Linked DNA regions of Sus scrofa: region 1 is linked to region 2. A link is a contact called in public HiChIP or PLAC-seq data. All regions are on one chromosome and are shown on one strand. Each heading gives the region's core, a stretch centred on a gene start, on an enhancer-like site or on the middle of the called end of the contact. The rest is flanking DNA. Distances are from core to core; before and after follow the strand shown. Region 1 overlaps LOC110255471 (a long non-coding RNA gene). Region 2 overlaps STEAP4 (STEAP4 metalloreductase).

What was found. HiChIP or PLAC-seq counts read pairs in DNA pulled down with a chosen protein or histone mark.
Region 1: a contact with region 2 is called in an H3K27ac HiChIP or PLAC-seq map of alveolar macrophages. The contact joins two enhancer-like sites. A contact is called at or near these places in 9 of 47 Hi-C or Micro-C datasets (alveolar macrophages, blood, embryonic fibroblasts and 4 more) and 1 of 2 datasets of contacts at active chromatin or transcription factors (alveolar macrophages).

Annotation. Positions count from the first base shown.
Region 1 is chr9:68,700,465-68,706,975 of Sscrofa11.1, forward strand. All of the region lies in intron 1 of LOC110255471 (a long non-coding RNA gene), which reads left to right. Among named protein-coding and RNA genes, the nearest start is that of STEAP4, 130 kb to the left of the region's middle. Within about 2 kb of position 4,702, at least 7 of the 83 cell types and tissues checked have an H3K27ac peak or open chromatin away from gene starts, as enhancers often do. A contact at or near this core is called in alveolar macrophages, where this site is marked.
Region 2 is chr9:68,547,463-68,554,099 of Sscrofa11.1, forward strand. It overlaps STEAP4 (STEAP4 metalloreductase), which reads right to left. Exons shown (of 5, transcript NM_001166489.1): 2 at 6,606-6,637; 3 at 5,438-5,965; 4 at 4,004-4,168; 5 at 1,680-2,095. The coding sequence ends at 1,832. Among named protein-coding and RNA genes, the nearest start is that of TRNAE-UUC, 13 kb to the right of the region's middle. Within about 2 kb of position 1,504, at least 1 of the 83 cell types and tissues checked has an H3K27ac peak or open chromatin away from gene starts, as enhancers often do. A contact at or near this core is called in alveolar macrophages, where this site is marked.

The sequences.
Region 1 (6,511 bases), core at 3,452-5,951, 160 kb after region 2:
CCATTCTGGGAACATCCTTCCCAGATGTTCTATAGTGGAATAACATTGGCTTTAACCCATTTCATACATTTAGAGTTGTATTGAAATAGAAAGCATGTAATTTGGAATCTCCAATAACAGTGTTCAAATCTTGGCTCACTAGCTAAAATCTGTGTGTCTTTCAACAAATTCCATCATCTCTCTGACATGTTTTCTCACTGCAAAATGAGGCTGATCATCACATAGGCCTATAACCTTGTTTTGAAGATTAAATTGAATATAAAATGTGTACTGTCCTGTTACATTGGAGTTTTCTTTCTTTTTTTAAAATATAATAAATCTTCCAGGGAACTAGTATATATTCTAAATTCTGCATTCAGTTCTTGACATCTCAACATCAGTTGTTAGATTGGTAAAAATGAACTTTAAAAGAAAGGAAGTTGAAAGCACATGAAAAAGATGCTCAACACCACTGATTATTAGAGATATGCAAATCAAAACTACTAGAGGTACCACTCACACCAGTCAGAATGGCCATCATTAATAAGTCCACAAAAAACAAATGCTGGAGGGGGTGTGGAGAAAAGGGAACCCCCCCCTGCACTGTTGGTAGGAATGTAAGTTGGTACAACCATTATGGAAAACAGTATGGAGGTACCTCAGAAAACTATATATAGAGCTACCACATCATCCAGCAATCCCATTCTTGGACATATATCCAGGTAAAACTTTCCTTGAAAAAGACACATGCACCCGCATGTTCACTGCAGCATTATTCACAATAGCCAAGACATGGAAATGTCCATTGACAGATGAATGGATTAAGAAGATGTGGTGTATATATATACAATGGAATAATACTCAGCCATAAAAAAGAACAATTTTATGCCATTTGTAGCAACGTGGATGGAGATAGAGATTCTAATGGTAAGTGAAGTAAGTCAGAAAGAGAAAGACAAATGCCATGTGATATCACTTATATATGGAATCTGACATATGGCATAAATGCACCTTTCCACAGAAAAGAAACTCATGACCTGGAGAACAGACTTGTGGTTGCCTGGGGAAGGGGGAGGGAGTGGGATGGACTGGGAGTCTAGGGTTAATGGATGCAAACTATTGCCTTTTAAATGGATAAGCACTGAGATCCTGCTGTGAACTATATCTAGTCACTTATGATGGAGCATGATAATGTGGAAAAAGGAATGAATAGGTATATGTGTGACTGGGTTACATTGCTGTACAGTAGAAAATCAGCAGAACACTGTAAACCAGCTATAATGGAAAAAAACAAAAATCATTAAAAAAAGAAAGGAAGTTGAAACAATTGCTGTCAATATAAGATTTATTTATACAAACAACAGGGATAGATGTATTTTTGTATAAACCACATGGAGAACATACTTCAGCAAAGAGTACAAATATTGAAAAAACATTTTAAATTTAATTTTTTTACTTACCATGTTTATGCTTTTACTCAAGGATTTAAAATCTTTACCTGTGTTTTTCATTGTTTTCATAATCCCATGAGAAAGGTTTTATCTCTAAATTGTGGATGGGAGACAAAAAAATACACAGAAATAATGCGATGTGAGCAGAGTCCCACAATGGATGAGAAACAGAGACTAGTGGTGGTTCTATCCACACCTTTGCTGTTTTGGTCCAGGATTGTGAATGTACAAGGTCACCATAAGTATTCAAGAGTGTCACACAAGCCACCTTGTATTGGAGAGGTTCATGAACCAGTGACCTACTATTTTCACTGAGTTTATGTCCAACATAACCTCCATATTCAGACATGCCTCTGTCCTAGGACTTTTGTACATCTCTCAGGAGCCTTCTTCCCAAATGTGCACATGCTTCACCACTTAATTTCATTTAAGCCTTTGCTCACATATTGTACTCTTAGTTCCTTCTGCCATGTGGCTCCAGAGTTTGGCTTCCTTTGCTACTCCCACTGGTCTAGGACACCATCGTCTCCCATCTTACTTAGTAGCCTTGTGACATGGGCTTCCTGCTTCTGCCCATATCCCTCTCCCCCCACCAAATGTTTACTGTTGACTCAAAAATGCAGCCCCCAGAGTAAGCCTTTTTAATGTGTTAGGCCTATTAGGTCATTTAGCAGTCAATCCCACTTGGGAAAAACCCAGTCCTTACTCTGTCCTACAAAGGCCTTCATATCTGACTCCATCCTACTGCTCTACCTTGAGTCCACTCCACTCCGGCCACACAGCCCTCCTGGCTTCTTCACACGTGTTAGGCATGCCTGTGTCCTAGGACTTTTGCACATCTCTCAGGAGCCTTCTTCCCCAGATGTGCACATGGCTCACCACTTAATTTCTTTTAAGCCTTTGCTCAAATATCTGCTTCTCATTGGGGATTAATTTGAGTGTCTGATTTAAAATGGCAACCCATACTCTCTGCATATTCCTGAGTCCCTTTGCAATACTGGATATTTGTCTATAGCCCTACTCACCTCCTGATATGTGACGTCTAATTTGCTTATTTATAATACCTATTGTTTCTTGTCCCTGTCCTGCCACAATGTAGGCTTCCCAAGGGCTAGGATCTCCTGCTTTTTTCATTGCTGTATTCTGAGTAAGTACAATTGTATCAGGCAAAAAGTGGATGCTCGAAACACATTTGTTGAATGAATAAATGATTTTAGGAACCTGCTGTCCTAGGGATGGACATTTATAGACAGGGGTAGCGTTGGGGATGATTCATGATTATCTATTCCGAGGCTGAGAGGATTCTTTGTTGGAGAGAGTCAAGGTATTTTGTGGGGGAGTTCCCGTTGCAGCTCAGCAGTCACAAGCCTGACTAATGTCCATGGGGACGCGAGTTTGATCCCTGACCTGGCTCAGTGGGTTAAGGATCCGGCATTGCCATGAGCTGTGGTGTGGGTTGCAGTTGTGGCTTGGATCTGATGTTGCTGTGGTGGTGGCATAGGCTGGCGGCTGCTTTTCTGGTTTGACCCCTAGCCTGGGAACTTCCGTGTGCCATGGGTGCAGCTCTAAAAAAACAAACAAAAAAAGATATTCTGTGGGGAAATTTGGGGGAGCCCAGGTCCAGTATGGATATCATTTGGAGGACTCCAAAATTCTTTTTTCCTAAGATTTGACAAAAGTACCCCCGATGCTTAGCACACTATCTGATACATTAACAGATGAAGGAGAAAAGCTCCAGATTTTATCTAGACCTTGCATTCTTGTAAAGTGACATGAGTGTTAAAACATACCTCCTGGAGAGCAGGAGAGCCCGCTGCTTCTCCTTTGTGGTCACTTCCTTGGGCCCCATGGCCACTTGGCATATACTGTAGCCTTGGAAATCTATAGGGAGTTATGCAATGATTGTTAAAGAGTTCATGGGGCAAGGGGAACAGCACAAGCTTGAAGTCAGATAGATGTAGGATCAGGTCAGATCCTGGGCGAAACACTCCAAGCCTCTCTCTTCACTCTAAAGTCATGGGGAGGTTCAAATGAGGTAGTGTGTATAATGTTGTCAGCTGGGGCAGACATGGAGCAGAACCATTAAGGGTGAATTTTCTTTTCCTGGAAAACAACTCTCTGTATTAACTCGAGTTAAATTATTTTCTGGGCATCGCAAAGGAATTTCCTTTACCTCAACCTACACCAAAGAGATTAATTTATGACCTGGAAGAAATGGAACAAAGGACTTCTTGCTTCTCTTTTATAACTCTGAATGCCTCAGATTAACAATAGAAATTACAAGACTGTAGCAGCTTTCCAGGGAATATCAGTGAAAAGACTGCAAGTCATCAATTCTAGAGATGAAAGAACTCAGTGGCCATTTAAATTTCCACTAAGAATGTGTGATGGTGAGTCTTTATTGAGAACCTGCTGTGAGCTGCATTGGGTGGGTGTCTTGTATAACTGAACATAAAGGAGATGGGACTTGTGAATTCCAAAACTACTAAACATTAATGTGCTTTCATAGCACTCGGTGAAATATTTCTATCAAGACTACTGAAGAGCTTCTAAGGAACTTTCTCAGAGATTGTTAGGCACACTTCAGAGGCTGCTGTGAGGAAGCTTTTAGGGGAGTTGTGTAAATGCATGGTCAGCTTAAAGCTTTTAAACACATTAATTAAAGCCAATTATTCTCACATAGTGGCCATAGCTTTAATTGAGAATGACTGTGCCACATCTGTTTCCTTCAGGCACAGCTTTAGTCTTCATTTGAGATTGTGTAGAAGACAGAGGATTAAAAATAAGAAGCAAACCCTTATGAATGATAAGAAATTCAATTCATATGTAGTCCTATAAACATCACATACTCATTTCATCCTACAATTAATTCACCTATGAATTAGAAATAGTAACAATGAAAATAAGAATTAGTTTTATGGAGCTTTTTTTTGGTCTTTATAGGGCCACACCCTTGGCATGTGGATGTTCCCAGGCTAGGAGTTGAATCAGAGCTGCAGCTGCCGGCCTTCACCACAGCCATGGTAACACCAGATCCTTAACCCACTGAGTGAGGTCAGGGAATGAATCTGGGTCCTAGTGGACACTAGTCAGATTCATTTCCAAAGAACTACAACAGGAACTCCTTTTCTGGAAGTTCCCCAAAGTGAAGTGGGCTGAAATTGACTATGGAAATTATGATGCAACTTAATGACTCAGGAAGTTCAGTTTCATTAGAAGACTAAGTGTAGACTGAATCAGTGCTTTTTCCTGTTTCCCTAAAGTTGTAGCTGCTTACATGGGGAAGAGAATGCTTTGGTAGCCAGTGTGAGTAATACCAGCTCTGAATTGAATTTATCTGGTCTTCCATAATGAGTTAGTTTCAGCTTTTCAGAAAAACACACAAGTGTCATATTTCTGATGATGCAAGACCAGCTTGGACTATTGGGATGATTTTAATTTATTTTCTAATTATTGCACCTAAACAACTGCTGATTTCTAAGTATTAATGTAGCTGACATAAGTGATGACTTTAAGATACACTTTATATGTGCAGTTATAATTAAGTTTTATACACACACACACACACACACACACACACACACATACACATACATATATATGATTTGGTATGTCCTTATCAACAACTAAGTGAAAAACCAGAATACAAATATGAAAACAAAATGTGATCATAATTATGCAAACGTATTTACATATTCCACATTTTCTTCATATATAGATGCATAAGAAAATATTGGAAGTAAATATGGCAAAGGTAAGTGGTGGTCATCTCTGCACGATGGGATTTACTGGTGTTCTTTTTCTGTTTTATTCTTTGTATTTTCAATGCTTTCTGAGTTCCAGTGAAAATCTATGAGTCTTATAGTGGTAGAAAAAAGCCATTAAAATTGTGCTTAAAGGTACTTTGCCCAGGGCAGGAGCATAGAACAGTAAATACTGTGTGAATGAATGTGTTCATCCGGAGAGATGACAAGCTTTACCAACTCTCTGGGAGCTTTGTCCACCTTTCTTGTAAGATGCTAGTATAATGTCACATTATGAAGATTTCATTACAAAGTAAATGATGGCGTATTATAAATCACTACCATAAATAATAAGCATGGACTAATCAAGTCCCTTTTGTGATAAGACAGCTCAAATTGCTTTTAATTTCATGCTTTCACTTACTGTACTTTCTAATTCTTAAATTTGTAATCTCCAGGGTCCTCTCAGTCATTAGTCTAAATTAGCAATGTTGTACTATATGCAAATCAGTTGGCTGAAAAAGTCAGTTATGTGGAAAATACTGTAAATAACCTTTTTCAACTCAATTAAACAATTTTGGTGTGATACCCCAGGCTTCCAGGGAACAAGTCATTGACTAAAGCAGTTAAAAACCTCTGGGTTCAATCCAGGAAACCTTACACAGACAGAATTCTCACTTTCTTCAGCACTAATCTTATGCTCCCAAGAGTATCAGGATCAGATGAGAGATGAAATCCTCCTGGACAGAAGCAGAGGGGTATGAGCTCATGTTTACTGAAGGGTCCACGCACTACCATTTTTCTTAGTCCCTTAAGTAAAAATAGCCTTGAAATATAATCCTTATTCCAAGATAGGCTCTACAGTATTTTCCAAACTGCAGTCAGCTGACATGAGTGGTCCCAAGACAGTTTGTTATTAGCAAATGGAGGTGCATGATACAATGATTAGGGGAATTTTTACTTTATTTTTTTTTTTTTGTCTTTTTGCCTTTTCTAGGGCTGCTCCCGCAGCATATGGAGATTCCCAGGCTAGGGGTTCAATCGGAGCTGTAGCCACAAGCCTATGCCAGAGCCACAGCAACGAGGGATCCGAGCCGCATCTGCAACCTACACCACAGCTCACGGCCACACTGGATCCTTAACCTATTGAGTAAGGCCAGGAATTGAACCCACAACCTCATGGTTCCTAGTCGGATTCATTAACCACTGAGCCATGATGGGAACTCCTAGGGGAATTTTTACATCATATATACCTCTCTTGAAGGGTCACAAAGAACATTAGGATATTAAAAGTCTGAAAACATGTGCAGTAAAGAAATACCTTTAAATTTGTTTAAT
Region 2 (6,637 bases), core at 254-2,753:
CTGGCCACAGACACACACACACACACACACTCTCTCACACACACATACACACACTCTTACACACACACACACATATACACACATACATATATGTATACATATATACATAACAAATGCTATTAAAATTTCTTTAATTTTTAATCCCAATTCTTAGCAAGTATTCTGAGGGAGTAACTTAAAATATGGACATAATTTATATGTGCTAAGATTTCCTCTGAGAAGTTATTTGTTTTAGTAAAAAAGGCTGTAACCTAAATGTTTAATTAGGGCAGTAGTTAAATAATTGCCTATCTGGTGTAATATGATGCAGCCACTGATTCAACCATATACCATGTAAGTAAGCGAACAACGCCACACTATAGGCAGAAAAAGAAGGATATAAAATTTAGTATATAGTATAGATAGAACTATTTTCCAAAGGTTTTATAGAAAAAATATCCTGGACTGTGGGTGATGTTTTAATATATTTCAATCATTTTATATAATTTCATATGGACTATATGATAATAAAGTAAAAAGGAATGGCCTTTGTGGACTAGGCACAAAGCCTGTGGAAAGGCTTTTGGTTATGTTGGCACGTGGCAAGACTATGTATAAGGCTTCTCTCAGCTCCATGCAAGAGCCAGGAAGGCTAATGCTGCTGAAGGTCATCTTGGAAATGGCACCATCAGTGCAGAAAAGCAGAGAGATCGATCCTGCATTCCAGCAAGGATCTGAGAATAAACCAAATCTCCCATCACAGCTACTGCTCACAGCCCTCTCCCCTGAGACTCCATCCTTCTCTCTCTTCTGTGTATCGGTCCAACTTACATTTTCGTTATTCATTTAATTTCACTGTTTAAGTTTACAATAAACTATGACAAATTACAGAAGTTATATTTCCATTACTAGAAATTCATTTCATAGATGATTTATGTTGAACAGCATTTGGAATATATAATTTATAAAGTATACCACAAGACCTAAGTAATACCAAACCTGATATGATGCAACTTTACAAAATGTATTTAGCTTGCTGTCTCAAATTACGGTTTACTTGTAATTTATTATTTTTTTTTTTTTTGCAAAGGATTTTATCAACCCTTCCTTGCTTATTGAGAAAATCCAACTGGATTTTCCTCATTTTAACTCAATCTCTCCTATTCTTTATCCTTTGTAGAAGAAGGCTCTTATGACAGCTGTATAGATTTGCATATATTCAACCCATGCTTACTTCCAATCAATTGTGATATTTTATTGTGTTATAAAATAGTGCCCTGCAGTGTAAATCCGTATTGCTAAAAGCAAAATCAAAGAGCACATGTAAGTTCAGAATTCACCATGGCAATATTTATGATCACCTGTACTTCCTAAAAAACAGAAAAAATTCATTCCTTTTACTTCATCAGCCTTATTCTTCAGACATATCTGTTAAAGCCTTTAGCAGCAGCTACCCTCTTACTGTTTTCTCTTTCACTCTACTCAGTCCTTGTGCCCGAGAAGGAAGTTGCAAATACTTCCCCTGGATTTTGCAAAACATTAGGTCATGCATGTTGCCCACAACAAAGAAGCTTGTTGGTATGAAATCACAAAGCTAGGATTAATGTGAAATCAAAAAACTATGACAAAATCATGATCTCCCCCCGCCCCCCGCCGGAGGCAGGGACTAGCCCTGATTCATTACAGCCCCGAGATAAACTGGTGTCCACTTCTCAAAGCCATGTGTGATTTCTTTCTTGGTTCACAACCTTCACGCCATGGAGGGAGAAAAGTACTTTCTTGACTGTCCCCGTCATTCTTCTCTGAACGTAGGACACCACAGTTCAGAAATTTGGGTGAACTGAACCTTGCTTTAAAGATCTGTTTTTCCATTGAGGGCCGATTCCAAGAATTTGGGGTTCCTTTCCCAGCCCTGGCGGATCCGGGTGAGGGGCTTGTCTATACACGGCAGGATGAGGATGAACTTGACCACCAGCAGGGTGCAAGGGATGATCAGCGCTATCACGTAGGCTGACGGAAGACACCACTTGAGGGTCGAGGGATCAAGGAATCTCCTCCCGCCGTACACAAGGGTATGGGCTGTGCACAAGATCAGGGTCAAATAGCCCAGTTTGGACTATAAGCAAGAAACAAAAACAAAAACATATACCTTAACATAGTATTGAAACAGTGGAAAACAGTGAAAGGTACTTGTCAACAGCCACAGGCCTTTGAAACCTGTAACATTTAGAATGCTGCTGTGTATATTGGCTCCTTCAGGATGATCAGTATTTCATTTTTTTTTTTTTAATGTTTACACATGACATGATGGTTTCATCTTAACCTGACTGGATGAGAAAATTTCCCAGGGGTAAATTCTTTAGTTAGAATAAATAATGTACCTCTTCTTCAATGGGAAAATGCTTGCCTGGATCACCTTTGCTAGAGGCCTGATATGTTCTCAAGAAGCACCACATTTTTTTTCTTTTTTTTTTTTTAAAAGGAGTTTCCATCACGGCTCAGTGGAAACGAATCTGACTAGCATCCATGAGGATGCAGGTTCAATCCCTGGCCTCACTCAATGGGTTAAGTACCCAGCGTTGTTGTGGGCTGTGGTGTAGGTCACAGACGCTGCTTGGATCCCGAGTTGCTATGGCTGTTGTGTAGGCCGGCAGCTGTAGCTTGGATTCGACCCCTAGCCTGGGAACCTCCATGGGCCATGGGTGTGACCTTAAAAAGACAAAAAAAAAAGAAGCACCACATTATGCCGCTGACGAAAAGCAGATGCTCGTTAACTTCTTTTGCAATAAAGAACAATTAGCAAACTTTACTTTTGGCTGTTTGCTTGTTTTGACCTAAATCCAAAGCTCAAAGTTTATTTCCATCTTAATGTCTTTTTTTTTTTTTTTTTTTTTTTTTTTTTTTGCCATTTCTTGGGCTGTTCCCGTGGCATATGGAGGTTCCCAGGCTAGGGGCTGAATTGGAGCTGTAGCCACCAGCCTATGCCAGAGCCACAGCAATGCGGGATCCGATCTGCGTCTGCAACCCACACCACAGCTCACGGCAATGCCGGATCCTTAACCCACTGAGCAAGGCCAGGGATCGAACCTGCAACCTCATGGTTCCTAGTCGGATTCATTTCCATTGAGCCACAATGGGAACTCCCCATCTTAATATCTTGAATGAAGGTGTAAATATGAGAACATGTTGACTGCACTTATTCCTGGGGAGAAACTGTAAGACTTTTGAGATTCAAATAGTTCTATAAAGTTCAAATCTAGTTTCAGTTACTAATGGTCTGTTCATTTTTACTGGTTCACAAGGAACATCAGAGGATCATCTGGAGGGCTTGTAAAAACAAGCTGCAGGGTCACACCCCGGAATTTCTGATTCTCTTAGCTCTGGGTGGAGCCAGGGGATTTCTGTATCTAATAAGACGCCAGGTGCTGCTGTTGCTAGTGGTCCAGGTACCACCCTTTGCAGACCACTGGTCTATAAAATTAATTACTAACTGCCTTTAATGAAGCACCCGGAGGCTGATGTATTGAAACACCGATTTTCCTCTCTTCCAGGCCAGCACTGGATCGGGTATGATGGCAGTCTAGCATATCTTGCCGTGAAGGTTTAAAGGTTATTTCATTATATGCCTTTTCAGATCACCAAGTCCATATTCTAAAATTGATTTTCAGAAGTAGAAATTTCGTCTTTGGGTTTCTCTCCACCCTGCACTTACTACATCTCCACACACACGGTGTAGTATTTGTGGGTGCTTTTCGCTTTGTACTCTTAGCTGTGGCTCTGGGGAGTGATCAGGGGCCTTGGCAAAGGGATGCCTTGGTAAGAAATCAGCCATTATGGGATCTGCCTTTTTGTACCAGAGTTTAGCATTTTCTGATTTGAACTTGTTTCAGTTGCTATTTTTATGAGATTGCCAGGGAAGTTATGGAGCAAAAGAATAATTTATGCAGGGTACGAGAGAAAAATGAGACTCTGTGTACAGCCAGAATAGTTTGCAATAAAGTGGATTAAACTGTGAAGTCCTTACCTGGACAAATCGGAACTCTCTCCAGTTGACCATGTTGCTGACTGATGGCAAGGAAGTGATTCCCAAGAGTACAAACAGGAAAAATCCAAGGATTCCCAGGGCTAAATAGGAATCGCTGAGCCAGGCAGTAGAGATAATAAATGGATTTTCTTTCTTGGCTATTGCCTAAGAAAAATTATAAGAATTTTTTTTTTAATTCCATTTTTTACAAAGTGCCCACATTTTAAGGGGATCAAAAAATACCTCTGCATGGTTTCTTTGCTCAAGGCAAGTTGTGTAACACTTTGTAATAATCAGTGAAACATAATTGTAGAGAAAAATACACTTAAATATAATATTTTTGGTAGAAAAAGTCATTGATTCTGTTGGGATGTTATTATGACAGTTGACTCTAGGAGTTGTGTAGGAAGCTTTAATGGACCCTACAAATTCTAAAACAAAGTAAATATTTACTTAAACCTTCTTTACCATATGGCTTCTCTTTCCCCAAGCAGAAATTGATGTTCTCAAACAATTACATCAGGATTCTGTTTTCCTACTTTATATGCTGATGAGCCACACTCATGAATTTTGGGTTCTTTCATGTTTATTATGTGGTAATATAGCATCAAGCCTGTCATGCTACAGATTGAGAGAAATCTGGCCCCTGCAACAGGACTCTTACCCAAGCACTTCCCATGTATTTGTTAGCGATGTAGAGAAATTCACAGACACATCAACCATGAATTATTGACACATAAACTTTGAGACTGCAATGAGATTGATCAAAATCAATTATTTCCAAACTAGAGCTGATGTGGAAAACTTCCCCTGGGACTTTAAGACCCCTCAGGTGATGCTCTCTGAATTTTTTGACCATGCAGAAAATGATATTTGTCGTTTGCTCAGAATCGTTGAATTTTCCAGTAACTGAGGACAAGTTCCCACAAGTCCAGCACTAATGGAGTTATAAGCACCCTTTTACGAATTTGTTTACATTCCTGTGACACATGGTTGGGGACACTCGTAGATGGTGAGTTCTGACTTCCCAAAGGAAGTAACACGCATAAAAATAGAAGCTTGAAAACACATTGGTTTACATTTATGGATGTAATTCAAGTAGGTGTCATTAGGTTTTCCCGAGTCCCCAAATCTGACAAGTTTGTGAGTATCCCAGCGAATCCTGGGAGCACAGATCTGCACCTGCATTGACCTGGGGATGTAACTTTCACTCTCAATAGTGGTATGAGATCCAACTGGATTCATTAAAAAACAACCATCCCCCCCCCGAAACAAACATGAGGTGTCTAATTGTAGTTATTTTTTAAAATAAAGCTGCTTAGAAGAATGATTTTCTGTAACTATAAAATGGAATATGGTGCAGCAAGATTCCTCTTGGATTTAAAGAGTGGGGGAATAAGAGAGATGAATGAAGAGAGATGAAGAGAGACTTACCTGGACAACGGTTCTGTTGTTCATTCTCCATCGTACGTAATAACGAATAGGAATCACAAGTGTGTAGAGGACGTGAAGGAAGGCAAATCCCAAGGCTACCAAGCCAAGCTGCTTTCTGCAGAGCATCCAGTGGTCAAGCCAGTCTGGAAATCGGCGGTATTTTGTACCTCGGTACAGCTGCAGAATGGCAGCAAGAACACCAGGGAGGTAAACCAAGGCAAGCAGTGTGAGTGCTGTGTTTGGAAAGATATGATTGGGAATGGAAATAGCCAGGCGAAATGTATTATCTTTTCTTTCATACACATAAGGGTAGATTACATCTCTTATTACACTGTAGAAAAAGAAGAAGACACACAGAACAGCAGACAAACGGAAGGGGAACTTCCACATTGGAAATAGTTGCAGGGGGTAGTTTTCAATTTCTTTGGCTGCCATGAGAGATCCTTTATCCAACGGAGTAAGTCCAAGAGTACGAACAATATCCATCACTCTCTGCTTGGCTTTTCTGTCATTTCCGCAGACAAACACCTGGGTTAAAATAATTCATTTTGTGTTTATTCTTTCTTTAGTAATTATTTTGAAATTCTTTATAAGCACCGTGTAGAACAATGCCATAGAGTAGTTAATTACTTTTCAAACAAGGCATATTTGACAAGAGGATGTTTTAAGTGGGTACAGACATGTGGGCTAGTTAAATACCAGGGTTTCAAGTTGAGAGTGGCTTTAGGCATATCACACAGATATGATAAGACTTGGTTCTCCACAGTGTGAACAGTTGATCTTTCTTCTGTATGCATGGCTGCCATATCTTTTATGGATTGCTTTTAATCTCAACGAATAAATGGAACCTGTTTCATACAAGGTAATGGGTGTGGAAAGCATATCCATCAACAGTTTAGCTGTTATTTTCTGGTACTGACAAAAGTTCTCCAGACACTGACACCATTGGATTCCATCAAGCTAAAAGCTGAGGATGCAGAAGGTGGGAAGTACATCACTACACTTGACCACACGACTTGGTCAAATCCAAGAAAGTTATTCCTGGCACATATTAGCAGACTTAAATGTTTTCTTTTGCAGTTATCTTTTGGAATCTTTGGGGGTAAATTCCTATTAAAACATTTACTTTTTAAAGATGATTGCGTGTAAATCTATGTTTTAAACTTACCTGGCGACTTGCATCCAGCGCTCCTGACTGCA